Regions from separate parts of the Zea mays genome. Here regions 1 and 2 are each linked to region 3. The links are chromatin contacts, called in public Hi-C maps. All regions are on one chromosome and are shown on one strand. The core of a region is the stretch at or near the end of the contact, and the rest is flanking DNA. Distances in the headings are between cores, read along the strand shown.

What was found. Hi-C and Micro-C count contacts between places; a contact is called where the count stands out from the background.
Region 1: a Hi-C map of endosperm shows a contact between it and region 3, with 3 times the contacts expected there. The contact joins the promoter of LOC100216682 here to the promoter of LOC541694 in region 3. A contact is called at or near these places in 4 of 25 Hi-C or Micro-C datasets (ear, endosperm, leaf and 1 more).
Region 2: a Hi-C map of tassel shows a contact between it and region 3, with 2.4 times the contacts expected there. The contact joins the promoter of LOC111274019 here to the promoter of LOC541694 in region 3. A contact is called at or near these places in 3 of 25 Hi-C or Micro-C datasets (bundle sheath, leaf and tassel).

What each region holds. Positions count from the first base shown.
Region 1 is chr1:100,181,241-100,184,779 of Zm-B73-REFERENCE-NAM-5.0, forward strand. LOC100216682 reads left to right here and starts at 1,777. Exons shown (of 2, transcript NM_001366966.2): 1 at 1,777-2,004; 2 at 2,494-3,539. The coding sequence starts at 1,945. The coding sequence ends at 3,198.
Region 2 is chr1:100,271,222-100,274,822 of Zm-B73-REFERENCE-NAM-5.0, forward strand. LOC111274019 reads left to right here and starts at 1,357. Exons shown (of 2, transcript NM_001357142.1): 1 at 1,357-1,600; 2 at 2,503-3,370. The coding sequence starts at 2,978. The coding sequence ends at 3,250.
Region 3 is chr1:99,764,731-99,768,749 of Zm-B73-REFERENCE-NAM-5.0, forward strand. LOC541694 (myc transcription factor 7) reads right to left here and starts at 2,391. Exons shown (of 1, transcript NM_001348556.1): 1 at 1-2,391. The coding sequence starts at 2,252. The coding sequence ends at 135.

The DNA of each region.
Region 1 (3,539 bases), core at 527-3,026, 420 kb after region 3:
GGTCAGAGTTACTTGTGCTCGAGTTGCTCAGAGTTTCACTCAAATTTCTCAAAAGAGGGAGTGGAGGTAATTGATCATGATGGGTTTGGAGCACTTAAAATTGGACAATACTCCTGCTTCTCTTTTGCAATAGTGCTATAGAAAGAAAGAGAGGTGAACCTGTCAATATCTGGCCCATGGATGGATGCCTTTGTGCGCACAAAGTATTTATCCTTGCAACTTTGAATCTACCATTCGCAACTTTGAATCTTGTTTTGTTGTAAAAGAAAATATCCAATATAACAAAAGCTTTTTTTTCCAATAATGTGATGGGCTGGTAATAGAGATAGACAGAAGATTACTTTAGGGGTTACCTTTTGGTTAATGCAGTAGTGGGTAATTGACCAACATGTAGAAGGGTACTTTAAATTTTTTTTTCTTCTTCTTCTAGCTAATTGGTAATTTTCTAACCTTGAGAGTTAACGTTTGTTAGTGAAATAGTAAATGGGGTAATTTTTGCTTTTGATTTTTCTATGATGAATGTGGCAAATATCTAGGCTTGAAAATTAGCATACTAATACTAAGATAGTAGGAGGGGGGGTGTAGAGCAGCGTGTCTGGTGAAGCTGAATCTGTTCTGTAAAACCTTTGGCAACAAAGCCAACAGCCACTGTACCGGCAGCGACAGTTTATGTTAAATTTGTGAGGAGAAGCCATATTTGAGCAGCCCTGGCTTCTCTATATACAGTCCTGTTTGGCATGGCTTCTCCACCAGCTTCAAAGAGTCGTTTTGGAGCCGTTTTGTGCAAAAACGGATAAAAATGGAATGGTTTCATATCTAGGGAGCTCCTTAAAATCTACTCTTGTAGAAGTTTGGGACGGGATGGAGAAAACATACAATAATAATTCCGGATTTGCCAAAGCCAGAGAGAGACCAGATCTAATTTCATCGATAGAGCTGAAGTAAAAAAAAAAATTAAAATCATGGGGTGAAGTGAAGTGGTGCCAAATAGAAATACGTAGCAAATAGAATCTCTCATTCCTAAAATGGTTGTTTGGTAAAGCTCTTCGCAAGCCTAGAGAAGGCAAATCCGGAGCTGAAACGTGGCATTACCAAAACCTGCCACTATGGTCCAACCGACTTGAGCAGCAAGGCAAGGGCTTTCGGCCGTCCAAACCGGGACGGAAAAGGGTGCCGTCCGTCCGGCGAGGTCAAGCAGGCTCGCCACGCCCTCCTGCGTTGCCTGGTCCGGCAGCAGCGCGGAGCAGGCGTGTGATAGTGGGGGCCAGGGAAAGGGAAAGGGAAGGGAACCCCAACAGTTGATTAATGGCGGCGTACTTAAACCAAGTATTTAAATCCATCCACCACATCGATTAATTAATGGCCCCTCCTCCTTGCGAATAACGCATCTGCTGGGCTGCTGTTACGGCAGACGCCGATGCTGCGATTTCGAATTTCAAATTGGATGGATGGATCGATGGATGGATTCTTACTCTTTTTTATATATAGCCTTTCTGTTTCTGCCCGCGTGAGGATGTATATAGTAAAGATGAGGATTTGTTTGGTTTTGAAGAGTTGGGCTTGGTATGCTATGCAACGACGAGCTAGACCTGGCGACCTGCAACTGCAAGGAAGGGAAAGGGGGAGGGAGGGGATAAGAACGCCGACCCCTGCCTTGTTTGTGCCGCAGCCAGCGAGCGCGCAGACAGCGACCCCGTTGCTATTCCGATTCCCACCTCTCGACCCAAGTCCGCAGGCCGCGGGCATATAAAGCCCATCCACTAGCCCATTTCCCCTCTGCTTGCTTCGCTTCACCTGCCCCCTGCCCACATTTTCCTTCCTTCCCTCCCGTCGCCGCCTGAAACCGCGACAGCAAGGGTCGTAGGAGCAAGGACGACGACGAGAAGGCTCGGTTCGGCTCTTCCCAGTCTCTCCGAGGGAGGAAGGAGAGGATCGGAGGGTGCGATGGCGATCGACCACGAGTCCCCGTTCAAGGAGCTCCGCCTCAAGAACCGCAGGATCATGGTGAGTCACCTGGCCGGAGCCGCTCGTCCATCGCCTTCCTATATATCCTTTTGTAGCCCCGAGCCCTGCCATTCTCGATTTCTCTTCTTGCCGGCCAAGAAAAGAACGTTTTTTTTTTTTTTTTGCTCCTTTCCGTTACTGTTGGCGACGAACGCTTACTTACGTGCAGCAATGGCGGCGGCCATGCCTTAGATTCAACGACTGTTTTTGTCCACCGCCTCCCTCGACCCTTTCTTTGGGATCTCCGCATTGCCTTGGCGTCTCGTTCTGATTGTCTCCCGTGCCGCCGTTCCCCGAGCAATAATTTTTTAAAACTTTTTTTTTTTTGAGCGCAAGCAACCGAATCTCTCTCTCTTGCAGACTACTATTCCATCTTGTTTGTTTGCCGATCTATCTGTGTGACGGAGCTTTTCTTGGCAAACAGCCAATTCAAATGCTTCGCCATCGAGCAAAGCGAGTCAACTGACGGAAACATGGTTGTCCGTGCAGGGCGGCGGCGGCCCTGACCCTGAGCCGGAGGAGGAGGAGGAGGTCGCCACGGCGGCGTACGCGGGGCAGTGGCCGCGCTGGCTGCAGCCGCTGCTTTCGGCGCGCTTCTTCGCGCACTGCAGGACGCACGGCGACTCGCACCGCAGCGGCGAGTGCAACATGTTCTGCCTGGACTGCTCCGCCGCGGGCGCGGGCGCGGGCGCGCGCGCCCTGTGCTCGCTGTGCCTGGCGCAGGCCCACCGCGACCACCACACCATCCAGATCCGGCGCTCCTCCTACCACGACGTCATCCGGGTGTCCGACATCCAGCGCTTCATGGACATCGCCGGGGTGCAGACCTACGTCATCAACAGCGCCCGCGTCGTCTTCCTCAACGAGCGGCCCCAGCAGCAGAGGCCTGGATGCAAGGCCGCGTCGGCGTCCGCCAACCTCTGCGAGGTGTGCGCCCGCAGCCTCCTCGACAACTTCCGCTTCTGCTCCCTCGGATGCAAGGTCGTGGGCTGCTCCCCCGACGCCGCCAAGGCCAGGAGCTGGCTCCTCCGGCCCGCCGTCGGCGGCAGCGGCGACGGCGACTCCACGTCCTCCTCGCCGCTGCGCGACGCCCAGAAGAGGCAGAGCTTCACCCCGCCCACGCCGCAGCCGGCGAAGCGCCGCAAGGGCATCCCGCACCGCGCGCCGTTCGGCAGCTTCATCGTCGAGTACTAGCTCCCTCTCTCTCCGTCTCCACGGCGGCGGCGGCGGCTGCATTGGCAGTGGCACTACACAGCACACGCGCGGTAAAGCAGGGAAAAAATATATATACTCTTGAATGAACCAACGGAATTGAGCAGCACAGAGTGAGTCAGTGAATTCAGGTCATGTCTGAATCAATCCGCCATTACAGGGCAATGGGACTGGGACGGCCACCACTTCCTTTTGCCGTGACACACTCTGGCTGGCTGGCTGGTGGTGCTTCTCGAGGTGGATGCCATTCGGTCGCTGCTGGCTTTGCTTTCCACAAAGGGAGGGGAGGAAAGAAAGGTTGAGGAAGAATCAAAACACTGGCT
Region 2 (3,601 bases), core at 107-2,606, 510 kb after region 3:
GCAGGTGCCTCTCGGTTTGGAGTTGCTCCGGCTAGGCTTCTTTCTCCGCTTGCATGCTCTCTCCTTATATATCTAGCCGTATGCTACCTATGTCGCCTCCAGATGCCCAGGTATTTGTTGTGTCCTTCTCCGGCAACGAACAAGTATGTCTGCCTCTTCCCTTCCCCTCCTACTCTACGAAACCATGAAAGTGATGGAGGCGAGGGATGAGAGTCTCTGATTTGCTACCTATGGGACCCGTGCATTTATAAAAATTATTATGGGAAGAGCAGAGACAATTAATAAAAAATCTTGAAATCTTTTTGGTGGATAATTTACGTGAGTATTATTGTGAGCCGTCGCAACGTACGGGTAACCGACTAGTATAAGTAAATGCATGGGTAATCAATCCATCATGGGGCCGGAGCACAGTAATATCCGGTTTTATTTGCAATTTCCCACCCCCTAATCATCCTGTACAGTATGAATCCATGTCTCTGCACTTTTGGGCCGGACAAGGCGGGGGGGGGGGGGGGGGGGGGCAACTGAACTGATGGTAGTGCAAGCTTTTGAGATGAGAAAAAATGGTGGTGGTGGTGGCAGGTTTGTTCTAGTAAGACTAGCTTGGAATGGGAGAGGAAAATGGGGAAACGAAGGGTAGGGCCTAGGCCTTGCCGATGGTGCGGCACAGGCAGGCATGATGATGGTTGGTACCGACGGCAGGGCATGAGTATCCGTTTGTGTGGTTGGAGCGACGATCAATGTTGGAGATTATGGGATGGATAACAATTAGATTATATATGTTGTGTAGTGGTTCAGCTTAATCATATGCATGATGCATGGGGGTTTGCTCCTAGCTAGCCAGGTCATCAGGCGGGGGTGTTTGGTTACACCCCGCTAAAATTTAGCCCCTGTCCCATCAAATGTTTGAACCTCCGTTCCAGGTATTAAATGTAGTCGGATTATAAAACTAATTTGTCAGCCGAAGATTAAAAGACGAGACGAATCTAGTCCAGATGGTTGGGTCTATATTTCATACTCCTATTTAAAAGTCAAACGCTTGATGTGACCCGAGCTAAACTTTAGCAGGAGCAACCAAACACCTCAAAAGCTAGTCGATCGAATAGTCCAAGTCCCATCCATGCTGTGCCGCTGATTGACGTGCTCGATCGGGCTCGGCTCTAGGCCTACTCTAGCTAGCTGCAGCCTGCAAAGGGAGAGACCATTATATAGGGGCTGATTGGTTACCTGTTTGCGCTCGTGCAGGGCCCATCGGATACAGTTTTTGACAGTGCCGTGTGTTTGGTTGCTTGAACAAATGTTTGAGCCAGGTCACGCTCGTGCAAAATAACCATCTCATCCAGGCCCATCACAAACGGCCAAAATCTCCGTTTCTCCAGAGCCAGGCTCCACTCGCTCCCTGTCCTCGCAGCTCAGAGCACGCGCAGGCCCCTTCCCTGTGTCCTGGCGTGGAGCTCGCGCAGCCGCCTCGCCTCGCCTGGAGCTCGCGCAGCCGCCTCGCCTGGATCTCGCGCTAGGGTTGGAGCCAGGGTCCTCACAGCCGCCTCTATCCTCGCCTGGAGCTCGCGCTAGGGTTCCTCTCGCAGCCGCCGCTGTTGAGGTCAGACTCTGCCTTCTCCTCTCACCCTCAAGCTCTCCCTCTCCCGTCTCCTCTCCCCGCTCCGAACACTGGGCCGGTCGATCGTCCGCCGCACCCCCTTGCGGTCACGGTTCTCTTCTTCTCTGTCTCTCGCGCACAGATCTCACTCTCCGACGCTAGATGCACTTGCTCCTGGTACTACCGGGTAACGAGGTTTGGCATTGTGGTCGGAGGCGGCCATGCCGGATGCGAGGCCGCCCTTGCTTCGTCTCGCCTCGGCGCGCGCACCCTGCTTTTACGCTCAACATTGACCGGATTGCGTGGCAGGTCTGCGCTGAGCTAGCTTTGCCCCGATGGTAGATATTCTAGTCAGGTTCATTACTGAAATTACTTGAACATTGACTCCTGATGCTAGATAATAAAAATCATGTCCCTTATATGAAGAATTGATCCATCAAACCCTGCAGTGTAGAAATTTAGCAATGTGAACTCTTACCTGTGATAACATTTTTGTAGGGCACAAATTCTGTTCCAAGGTATGAATGTACGATAGAAACTGAAGAGATGATTTTTGATTAGTATGTTGCATATCTTAGTATGCTATAGCCTATAACTATAAGGAAACATTCTTTGTTAATGAATTCCATTTAAATTTTAGTATTAGAAGTGTAGTTCTGCTTCAACTCATCTACCCTACCCAGCCTTGTAACCCTGCTGTTGGTGGCCCTGCAAAGTCTCAACTTGTCCATGAGGTAGATGCCTTTGGTGGTGAAATTGGAAAAAATACCGATAGGTACGAGTTCAAACGTCTTGTTGCCTGGAGAATGAGTTTCTCTGAGTGCAAATGGCTGAGAGTCCATATTTTGATTGCTAGTTAATCAACAAAGATATCTTAGCATACTGATTGCATCTTCTTCTGATAGGTGCTACTTGCAAAAGCGTGTACTGAACAGCTCAAAAGGCCCTGTTGTACGTGCACTGCGTGCTCAGACTGATAAGAGAGAGTATGCAATAGAGATGAAGAACAGTGTGGAAAGGTCAGTGTATACTAAGTTGCTAACTTTACTTGGATTTGTAATCTTGTCTGGCACCTCCATAAGTGGTTAGTGCTACATAATTTCTGAATATGTTTCGTTTAGCTGACCTCATTTAAGTTATGTTAATTTGATCATCATTTCAGAGCTTCTTAGGTTGTACTCACAAAATTGTGATCTTTGGCTTAAACTATATCAAACATGACACCTTCTCAAAATTTGGCACCAGATATTGTTGTTACTGTATTAAGACCATGGTTCTGCATGACTAGTCTTAATTTCGACTACACGGCGTTGTATTCTCCCACAGGAGTTTTATGACATTTCCTGCATCTAGTATATGCTGTAAACCTTGCAGGTCCATATGGTAAAGGAAATCAGTGGCGAAGTCTATCTTTTTCTCCTCCTGCCGTACGTCCGTTCCAGCTTGCAAAGCGCTCGCGAGCTGCTGCCATGGCCAGCGCCGGTGCACCCGCAGTTCCCCAGGCTGGTCGCCCAGCCTCCAACTTCGACGTCATCGTGGTGGGCGCCGGCATCATGGGCAGCTGCACGGCGCACGCGGCGGTGTCTCGCGGCGCCCGCATCCGGTTGCTGGAGCGCTTATTTGAGAACAGATATGGTACACATAGAACAATGATGTTTTTCAGAGTTAGATTAACTTGAGTTCTATGCATTTTCTTATTTGAGAATAAATATGCTACACTTGTATAGAACAATGATGTTTTTCTAAGTAAATACTATCAGTAATTCTGGCTGAGTCGGTACAGGAAACCAAACACGAGCTCATTAAATTCTGGCTGAGTCGGTACAGGAAACCAAACACATAACATATTAACTACTTGCATCCATGTATACATGCTAGGCTCAGTCTGCATCTAGGTCTAAACCAGTCTCTATCCAACCGGACAACCAATCAGACGGATATTGCACCACGCTCTTATAACGGTCAGTGAGTCAGAGATAGCACCAGCATATATAACGCGCAGCT
Region 3 (4,019 bases), core at 1,141-3,640:
CTGAATCTTTCTGCCTATCGTGTTGTAACCGTGGTGACCACGACGACAGGACAGTCCGGTGGTGAGTAGCAGTAGTATCAGTGTCGTCCCCTAATCCGGCAGCCACAGGCGAGCTGAGCAGCTCTCCTCCTTGATTACCTGCCCATGGCAGACCCGGGCTCCGCGAGGCGGCTGTAGAGCGCGGCGCTGAGCTGGTCCTGCGTGTACACGCGGCTGGCCATCTTGACGGCGACCTGCTGGATCATGAGGTCCTTGACGACGGACACGCTGGCGTGGTACACGTCCAGGTCGAGCTCGCGGAGCGCTGTCATCAGCCGCGCCGACGGGTGGTTGCGCTTGTGGCACTGCACGCGGATCATGGCCTCCAGCCCCAGGATCTTGGCGTCGATCTCCACCGCGTGGCAGCGCGGCCCGCCGTCGTGCCCGCCGAGCCCAGCGGAGTGCGAGGGCGGCCGCGCGTCGCGCTCCTTCTTGAGCGCCTCCACCTGGGTCTGCAGCGTCTCCTTGTCGGTCTCCAGCGACGTCAGCTTGCCCCGGAGCTCGTTGATGTAGGAGATGGCGTCGCCGAGCAGCGACGCCTTGTCCATCTTCGACACGTTGGGCACCACGGCGCGCAGCGCGTAGAAGCGCTGGTTCAGCTTCTCCCGCCGCTGCCGCTCCGCCTCCACGTGGTTCAGCGGCTCCTCGCGCCCGTTCGCGGGCTTCCGCCCGCGCTTTCGCGGCCGCTTCTCCGCCTCCGGTGGCGGCGCCACCACGCGGCTGCTCTCCACCTCGCGCACAGACGCGTCCAGGTCCGAGTGGTCGGACTCCGACTTGGCCGGCGCGCCCGTGCCCGTCGACGGCCGCGTAGTCGGCGCCGACGAGAAGGACAGCATGCCCTCGTTCGCCGTCGCCGCCGGGTGGTGGTTGGTGTTGCTCGCCCGGGAGGTGGCCTCCATTGAGCGCTTGTTGTTGTTCTTCGCGTCGTTCGCCGCGGCGGCCGTCATGGTCGCCGTGTGCTGCGAGAAGAGGCTCCCGGGAGCGGTGGTGAGGCTGGCGGTGGCGGCGGGAGGTACCGGCGACGGGTTCCTCCGGGCGTTGCTGTCGGCGCCGAAGCTGAGGATCTCGCCGGACTCGGGCTTGAAGAACGGCGGGGTCGCCGCCAAGGAAGGAGTGGACGCGAAGTCCGAGAAATTGAGCTCCCGGCGGAACGGGCCCTGGTGCGCCTGATTCTGGTGCTGGTGCTGCCGCTGCTGTGGAGCAGCCGGCGCCGGCGGGGGTGGCGGCGCGTGCACGGAGGGGCTGGGGTTCTCCGTGAGCGTGCTCGTGCTCCCGTTCTCAAAATGGATCTGCGGCGGATGCGGCGGAGGCTTGGAGACGGAGATCTCGGCCGACGGGTGCGACAAGGAATCCTTGATGTCCATGACCGGCGCGTCGGCGAGCCATAGCATGGACGGGTCCGTCTCCGCGTGGTCGGCTCCGGCGGCGGGCTGCTGCGACGACGGCGCCTGAGGCTGCACGGGCGGCCACGAGCCACCCCCTGCTCCGCCCCCAAAGAGCGAGCGGATCTTAGCCATGCTCTCGGCGGTCTTGAACACGACGTCGGTGGAGCCGAGCTCGAGCACCCCGGTGCCGACGGGGAAGCAGACCATGGTGCGGAGGCCGAAGTTGTAGGCCTGACGCGCGCGCTCGCACGGCGCGGAGGAGAGGCCAGAGGCGATCCATGTGGGCTGCCCGGCGAAGAGCGCCTGCCCGGGGAGGCCCGAACCGTTGAGAAACGACTGCGTCATGGAGACGAGGAAGAACCACTCGGTATCGGTGACCTCCTCCTCGACGGCCTCGTCGGGAGCCGCCGCCGCGCCGGAGATGAGGGAGTTGAGCTCGCGGAGCACGCGCTTGCGGTGCTCCTGCTCGGCCTGGGCGGAGGGCGTGAGCGGCTTCTGCTTGCGCTTGTCTTCGTCGCAGCCCTTGTAGTAGCCGTCCCCCCAGCCGAGCAGCGAGGCGCCGGTGGCGGAGTCAAGGGAGGACTGCCAGAAGATGGCGTAGGTCCAGGTCTCCCTCGACCCCTCTATCATGGCTTGTAGCCTCTGCTGCAGCGTGTCCTGGTTGAACCCGGGAGCCGTCGCCGCTGGCATCTGCGGCGGCGGCGGCGACGCCGCGGCGGCCGACGAGTTGCCGCCCCCGGCCGGCGCTCCCCAGGGGAAGGTGGGGAGGTCGGCAGAAGCCATGAAGGCCTCCATCATGGAGGCGTTGTCGTCCGTCCACAGGTTCATGGGGGAGGGCAAGGTGCAGTAGACCCGACGGAAAGAGGAGGAGAAATGGTGGGTGGAGACTGGGAGAGAGAGAGGGCGAAGGGGAAAGCGAAGGAAATGGTTCAGAATGCGGATTCCGTGGGATTATGGCGCAAACCCGAAAACGCCCGAGCCAAGGATGGGCGCTTGTCTCGCTTCTTGTCCGGCTGGGCGAGGGCAAATACGGGAACATGTCGTCGCCCGGGGTCAGGGCGGGACCAGGTAAAACGGGTAATCCCTCAGGTTGATTTAGGAGGGCAAACCTACATTCCAGGGCCAGGTTTGTGTAACCGCCGGGTTCCTAGCCCGCCTCCTACGAAATGGGCCCGGTTGTCAGTCAGATATCATGGTGTATAGGCCATAGGAATTAGGAGACATTTTCGTGGTTATTAAGGTTGCATACTTTGCTAAATCTCACGTGGGACTCGATAGGAGATCAAGCCCGCCTAGTGAGCTAGTCGAAGATATAGAACCTATTTGTTTTAACTTATAATACATCTGGAACTCTATATTATACTCTCTCTCTATTTTAAATTAAAATTCATTTACATAATTAATGAATGCATACAATACACATAGTATTTAATTTATATGTTATATATGTATATATATATATATATATTCATCATCCATTTAAATATAGATATAAAAACAAGAGCTAAAACGACTACTGTTTTGAGACAGAGAAAGTATAATTTAACTTAAATAATCTAGATGGGAAATAAACAGACACGTTATTGAACCTGATTTTATATAATCTAGAGGTTAATCCTATACATATGCTTACTTTAGCTTATTCGGTAAAAAGACCCACTATCGTGATAACTTGAGGAGGAATTACCTACCATTGCCACACCTTACACACACAAAATGTTTCATCTATTTTTCATTGCTCCCACTACGCAGCACATGAATAAAAGCAATATCTATACTACCTATTAAGACTCTAAGGGGTAGGCTGCCCCTGACATGTTCTGCCTTCCAGCGATCTGGACCGTCCAATACGCCATAAAGTCCCTCTGTCGTCCGATGTGTGCGCCCTCTTCCCCGACGCACACCTGCTCGCGATTCCTGTTTTGCCTCCCCTATTCGGATCCAAAACCCTAAGCGGCGGCGGCGCGGCGCCCGCAGCCTGGATCCCAAGTCCCGCTCCCCCTGTCAAGCAATCGTTCCTCCACTATGCTTACCTATCCCACGCCGCGTCGGCCTGCTTGTCCGCCCTCCCGCTCCCCCGGGGACCGTTGGTCGTCGCTTTCCAGGGGCCTCGACGTGCCCAACCTGACGAAGTGATGCGGGAGGTTCGTCTCCACCACGCCCTGCCCCAGGCGCTTCGACCTCCGCCTTCACATCCATCGCGAGCATGAGGCGGGCAAGACGGAGTCGTCGTCGAGCTCACCGTGCACAGCCGTTGTCGCAATTCTGAGATGTTTCGTATCCCCAACCAAAAGCCTTTGCCGCCGCGAGACCTGTTCGTGCTTCGCTCCTCCTCATCCTCTCCTCCGCACGAGCGTCACACAGCAACCGCTCCCTCTCCAGCAACGCCCCTGCCCTTCCTCGGTCCTCGCACGTGTTTGGATCTCCTCGCCTCACACGCTACACCTTCTCTCACACGCAGCCGCCGCACCGTCGACCCCAACCATTGCCGCACGGAGGTCCGCCTTGGGCCTCCACGATGCTCCCTACATGCAGTGGAGGGGCGCCAACTTCCTTGCCACGGGGGAGCACAACGGACACGGTGGAGGGCGCCCC